Regions from separate parts of the Hordeum vulgare genome. Here region 2 is linked to region 1. A link is a contact called in public Hi-C data. All regions are on one chromosome and are shown on one strand. Each heading gives the region's core, a stretch centred on a gene start, on an enhancer-like site or on the middle of the called end of the contact. The rest is flanking DNA. Distances are from core to core; before and after follow the strand shown.

Evidence for each region. A called contact is a pair of places that touch in the nucleus more often than the background predicts.
Region 2: a contact with region 1 is called in a Hi-C map of leaf, with 4 times the contacts expected there. The contact joins the promoter of LOC123412764 here to the promoter of LOC123407644 in region 1. A contact is called at or near these places in 3 of 6 Hi-C or Micro-C datasets (leaf and seedling) and 1 of 1 datasets of contacts at active chromatin or transcription factors (embryo).

What each region holds. Positions count from the first base shown.
Region 1 is chr7H:197,151,283-197,154,361 of MorexV3_pseudomolecules_assembly, reverse strand. It overlaps LOC123407644 (UDP-glucuronate 4-epimerase 6-like), which reads left to right and starts at 1,409. Exons shown (of 1, transcript XM_045100826.1): 1 at 1,409-3,079. The coding sequence starts at 1,706.
Region 2 is chr7H:197,754,755-197,757,951 of MorexV3_pseudomolecules_assembly, reverse strand. It overlaps LOC123412764 (RPM1-interacting protein 4-like), which reads left to right and starts at 1,588. Exons shown (of 4, transcript XM_045105700.1): 1 at 1,588-1,821. The coding sequence starts at 1,816.

The DNA of each region.
Region 1 (3,079 bases), core at 160-2,659:
CGATTCGGTGGGCCTAGGAAATTCCAGTGACTCGATGTCACCAAAAAGCAAAACTCAGAAATCCAAATTTTGATAATTAGATTCCACCAAGACGGCAACTGTTTTTCGGCTGTACCGAACCTAACCTGGTGGTATCGAGGTGCTACAGTTTTTTTGGGTTCTATCCAAGGAAAACTCGGTGGGGTCGATATGGATATTGTTTGTTGCATCGATTTTGATAGTTTAGGATTTGGACAGAATTTTTTCATGAGAGATCACTATCAATACCTCATCCCCTTTTAATAGTATTGGCTTTCCTATGGGCTCAAATGTGATTTCTCACATAAAGTAAAATGTAGTCTTGAAGATCTTGCCAATAGGTGTTCCTTGCATCATGGGGATCCTTCTCATTAGTTTCATGAACTGTATGTGTTGTTAATTACCAAAACAACCTAGGAAGAAGTTGTGCTTTCAATTGCTCCTTGGGTTATTGCATTGTCTAGAGCAGGTGTAGGACCCACTATGAGACCCAGCTCTTGAGATATTGTGTGATCCAACATCATCAAGAGAGGTGTTGTCTTCTTTTTGAGTGTCCATAGACATTTGAGTGTCTACTTATGGGTTAACAACTGCATCATCATGCATACTTGTGTTGGGGGCTCCACCTCAACTTGAATTCTAAACAGTTTTCCACTCACACAAAAACTCTATCCTCGGGGATTTTGTGTAGTCTTTGTAGGCTATCTTAGACCCAGATCCCTATATTCTTTAAATTGCGTGCGCGCTGAGAATTGACATCTGGGATGTCTAAATGATAAAACCTCATCCAAGGGGCAACACTACCCAGATACCTTGCAGAGGCATGTGGTTTCTTCTTCACAGGACAACTTCAAACCTTATGATTGACCAGTTTGCAGATGAAGCAACTCTTAGTCTTGTCACACTTGTCCATATGATGGTGTGACTCTTCATAGTTAACGTATGCCAAATGTGCATATGCCATCGGTTCAGATGAACCAAAACTGATGTTCTTCTGCAATCGATCCTGTTTTTTCCTCTGATGGGTCTTGGACCGGCTCATGTTGTCTTTACGACGGCGGCGGCGACGACGGCGGGATTTCTGGAAACACAAATCCTAGACGAGTCCGGCCCTAGCGCGGCTTGATTTTTTACGGCATATCTTGTCTCGCGTTGACTATGAAGCACGAAATAGGTCGTCATGGAAATCAGGGGATTTTCACGTCTGCCCTGGCTGTGTTGGCCCAAAAGGAAATTTCCGTGAGCAGGGGCGCGGAGCCCCCTGGCGCGTCCAAGGCAGAGAGAGACACCGTGGGAGGAAACGCGGGAACTATACTATTTTTGTAATTGTAGCAGCAAAATTCTGTTCGTTGATTGGGCGGCCACTACCTGGCAAAGCAGATAAACCACCTCCCCTCTTCCCCCCGACACACCACAGCCCCACGGCAACGTCGGTGAACGATCCACCGGCGATCCTCCCGAGCTAAGCAGACCTACTTTTGGTTTTGGAAGTAAACGGAGTAGCAGCACACAAATCAAGCAAAGCCGCGTCCTGAACCCCACTGTCCCCTCCCCCTCGTTATAGCTCACTCTCACTCCAACCCTCACCACTCGCCAGCTCGACTCCACCCCACTCCACCCCGCCCGCGCGCACGGGGAGCTAGGCCGTACAGTACGCGAGCCCGTGAGCGAGCAGACTACGGACTAAATGCCGCACCCGTCGTCGTCATCGTCTTCCTCGGCCAATGTGGACGCGGCCGCCAAGGGCGTCAAGCTCGAGCGGTACGCCAGCGGCGGCGGCGCGCTGCTGATGCGGCGCGCGGGGAGCTCCAAGATCGTGGCGGCGTCCTCGCACCTCCTTTTCCGCGCCACCGTCCTCGCCACGCTCGCGCTCGTCTGCCTCTTCGCCGTGCACTACCCTACCCTCCTCTCCCGCTCCTTCCGGCTCTCCGCCGCCTCCTCCCCGCCGCGGCCGACGTCACGGCACCGGAACCTGCTCGGGTCTTCGTCGGCGTACGCGGGCGCGGCGTGGGAGCGTGAGGTGCGGCGGAGCGCCACGCCGCGGCGGGACGGAGGTATGTCGGTGCTGGTCACGGGCGCCGCGGGGTTCGTGGGCGCGCACTGCGCGCTGGCGCTCAGGGCGCGCGGCGACGGCGTGCTCGGCCTCGACAACTTCAACGCGTACTACGAACCGGCCCTGAAGCGCGCGCGGCAGCGGCTGCTCGCGTCGCGCGGGGTGGTGGTGCTCGGCGCCGACATCAACGACGCGGCCCTGCTCGAGCGGCTCTTCGCCGCCGTGCCCTTCACGCACGTGCTGCACCTCGCCGCGCAGGCCGGCGTGCGGTACGCGATGCGGGCGCCGCAGGCGTACGTGGCCTCCAACGTCGCTGGTCTCGTCAGCGTCTTCGAGGCCGCCGCCAGGCACGCCGACCCGCAGCCGGCGATCGTGTGGGCGTCGTCGTCATCGGTGTACGGGCTCAACACCGACGCGCCGTTTTCCGAGGACCACCGCACGGACCGGCCGGCGTCGCTGTACGCGGCCACCAAGAAGGCCGGGGAGGCCATTTCGCACGCGTACAACCACATCTACGGTCTCTCCATCACCGGCCTCCGGTTCTTCACGGTGTACGGTCCGTGGGGACGCCCCGACATGGCTTACTTCTCCTTCGCCCGCAGCATCGTCGCCGGCGAGCCTATCACGCTCTTCCGCGCCGCCGACGGCAGCGAAGTCCGCCGCGACTTCACCTACATCGACGACGTCGTCAAGGGTTGCCTCGGCGCGCTCGACACGGCCGGCAAGAGCACGGGCTCCAAGTCCGGCAAGAAGCGCGGGCCGGCGCCACTCCGCGTCTACAACCTCGGCAACACCTCTCCGGTGGCGGTCACTCGCATGGTCGCCATCCTCGAGAAGCTACTCGGCAAGAAAGCGAACAAGCGCGTCGTCACCATGCCGAGCAACGGCGACGTGCCGTTCACGCACGCCAACGTCAGCCACGCCGCGCGCGACTTCGGATACCACCCCACCACCTCACTCGACGCCGGCCTGCGGAAGTTCGTCGAATGGTTCCTCCAGTACTACAAG
Region 2 (3,197 bases), core at 339-2,838, 600 kb before region 1:
TTTTTAGTTTAAATAATTTAGAACTTTGAAAAACTTTTGCAATTTATAAAACTGGGAATTTTGAAATAAAAGTTTGAAGAAAATATAAAATGTTTGTGAATTGAAAAAATGCTCAGGATTTTTGTAAAAATATTCGCATATTCAAAAAAATGTTCATAATTTTGAGAACAATATTGGTGAAAACAATAAAAGTCCATGATTTTGAAAAAAAAATTGTGTGTTACTTTTTGAGTGCAATTGAAAAAAATGTTTCTAATTCAAAAAATGTTCATGCATTTTAAGAAATGTCCTAAAATTTTAAAGACATAATATGATCAGCACCATTGGATATTATTATTGTTTTTCTCCCGTTGCAACGCAAGGGTCTTTTGCTATGAAGGCTTAAGTTCAATTCCCAGCAGGTTCTCCTTTTTGAAATTTTTAACTCGCGTTTTAGGAAACAAACCGGGTGGCCCAGTAGCAAAAAGAAGACATTGCTCCGGGTGGTCGGCCCAGTAACAAACCGTCGACAATCCTTATTTTGGAAGGTCCCTCAGGTTTAAAATAGACCACGATTAAAGAGTTCAGTATGTTAATTTCAGAGATTTAAACTTTCTTTTACAAGTTTAAGGTTTAATAAACTTTTTCCCGCAGAGTTCGCGTCGCCGGCCGCGCACACCGCCGTGCGCCGTCGCAATGCCGCCTGAGACGCGGGCGTGACCACGACGCCGGGATTGAAATCAAATGGCTGGATCGGGGGGGGGATGGGAATGGGATGGTTGTGGACTTGGGCGACCGGTGGTAACGGTGATGGCAAGGCGAGCCGCGGGAGGCGGGAGGAGAGCGGTCAAAGATGGCAAGCGGTAGCCAAGGATTATCATTAGATCGACCGGGCCCGGCCAGGCCAGATGTGCACTTTTTTGTGCACGCATGTTGGCGAGTAGGAGGAGCCCGTCAACGGTCCCCGTTTTCCAAGGCTTTTCTCCGTTTACACCCCACGGTTTCCGTGTTTTCTAGTAGTCGACTCGGACTCGGTTGTTCATCGAGCAAGCAGTATTATGATCAATTTTGTTTGGGTCCTCTCCCTCGGTGGAACGCCGGAGCTTCTGCGCACGTTCAAGTTCAACACGAGATTTTTGCTCCACCGTGATTCGTCCACGTACGCAGTTGATTGTGTGAAAGCATATCCCGTCCATCAATTACCTTGAACATTACATATATAAGTAGTACTCCGTACTATATACACACTGTCCTTCGCCCTCTCCGCGCCGTGTTGATCCAGTCAGTGTCATGCTTAGCAAATAGATACACGTGTGTAGGTGTGACGGGAGCGGCTGCGCTATAGAAAAATGCAGAGTCATGCTCAATACGAGTAGTATATTTACTCTATCTATAATAATCTATGGTATTCCCTCTATAAAAATAATATAAAAGCGGTCAGATAATTATTTTAGTGATCTAAGCACTTTTATGTTTAGGGAGTAGGAGTACGTAGCAACGTGCTTACTGCAAATAATTCGAGGGACGATTACGAAAAAAGCCGAGAGGAAGGACCAGCGAACGAAGCAACCAAACCATCCATCCCTGTCTCCTAGTTATAATCCCGCCTGCCGTCCTGAGCTGATCAACACGCTCAGAGCTAGCTACCATACAGGCCATCAGGAGCCAGGAGGAAGAAACAACCAGCGCATATATCCCCCTCTTCCCGGCCAGCTGAGCTACTTGAGCCACCGTTGGACCAACTCGCCTCAAGAAGACTGAGCACCGCCGCCGCCCGGATCTCTTGTTCATCGCCCTCTCCGCTCTTGGACTCGCTCGCCGCCGCCGCCGCCATCCATGGCTGTAAGTTCCTCTCCTCTTCCATGACTCCTCTCAACCTTAACTCCATGTCCTCTCATGGCAATCCCCGTTCATACGGTACGACCTGTCAATCGGAAGATACTTCTCAACATGTTTGATTCTGGTCCGCAAGAACATTGGTTTCTTGGTCTGATCTCGCCTTTCCAAGAGAGCTTCGTTTGTTTGCGTCCACCAGGTGTAGTTTCTCGTGGTTTGATGGTTCCAACGTGGATACCCCGAATCTGAATTGTCTCAAGGAAAAACAGCCAAATCGCTATGATACGGCACTTGCCTTGGCTGCTGCTTGTACCAGTAGAGAAATTTAGCTGCTATCATTCATGTGCTTAATCAGGCTAAAAGTTTTAATAAGACAGGATCATCCAGAACCAACCTATTATCTTTCTTTCTTTTGTACCATTTGAATTGCACTAGGTACTAGTAGTAGTCTAGTATAATTCAAGTTCTTTTCTCTTGTGTGGATGGATCGCAGAGCTAATTCATCGGCAGCAAAGGTCTTTCTTGGCAGTTGAGGCGTATCTTTCAATCGCACTGAATATCTGTGTCATCTCAATCTATACATATATTCTGGTGGAAATGCTAATCATCCCCACAAATTATGGAGATGCCGGCAGGTTAACTCTTAATTGTATACTATATGAAGATATCCATATTAACTCTCCCCTATTAGTACATGAAGATTTAGTTGTACCACTAGTGCGTAATCAATCATTCAATTTGCCAATCTTGCCTTATTTTCTGTTTCGGTTCGGAATTGGAAGGTGTCGGCGAGGTAGACCCACTACCCTTGCGGTATGTCGCGTTTAGTCTAGCCTGATCTACAAGTGCAGATTTGTTGAACCCGGAGAAAGCCAAGTAGCGAGGTCACGGCATGTGATTAGCTTCTTGATCACATATCTACTAAACTTTCCATTGATTAGTCAATGACAGTGTTTAAAATGTGCCTGGAAGCCGTGGCGCGGGGTCTACTCTCTCTTTTCCAGCAAAAAAATAAATAAGAAATTCCCCCTCCCTCTTGGCTCTTTTTCCACGGTCGTACGGTCGTACCACTACCGATATGATCTACCACCACTTGTGCTACTTGGCCATGTCAAGTTGACATGCATGTCCCCGCACATGTTAATAATCTTCTGACCATGGCTTAACCACCATCACCGAAGCTTCCTTGGGTCCAAGTTGAAGCGCTTGTGTCAGGGAATGATGATGCCCACTAGGCTGCCTTCTTTCTATTTTATTTCTCTAATCCTGGGTCCCAAGCCTCTAGCGTGTTTATTCTATGGATTCATGGATTAGAATTAGTTTGGGCTAGTTTGGACTCAACTAATCCAAAAACATTCAAAGAGGAGGGTTAATTTTGATTA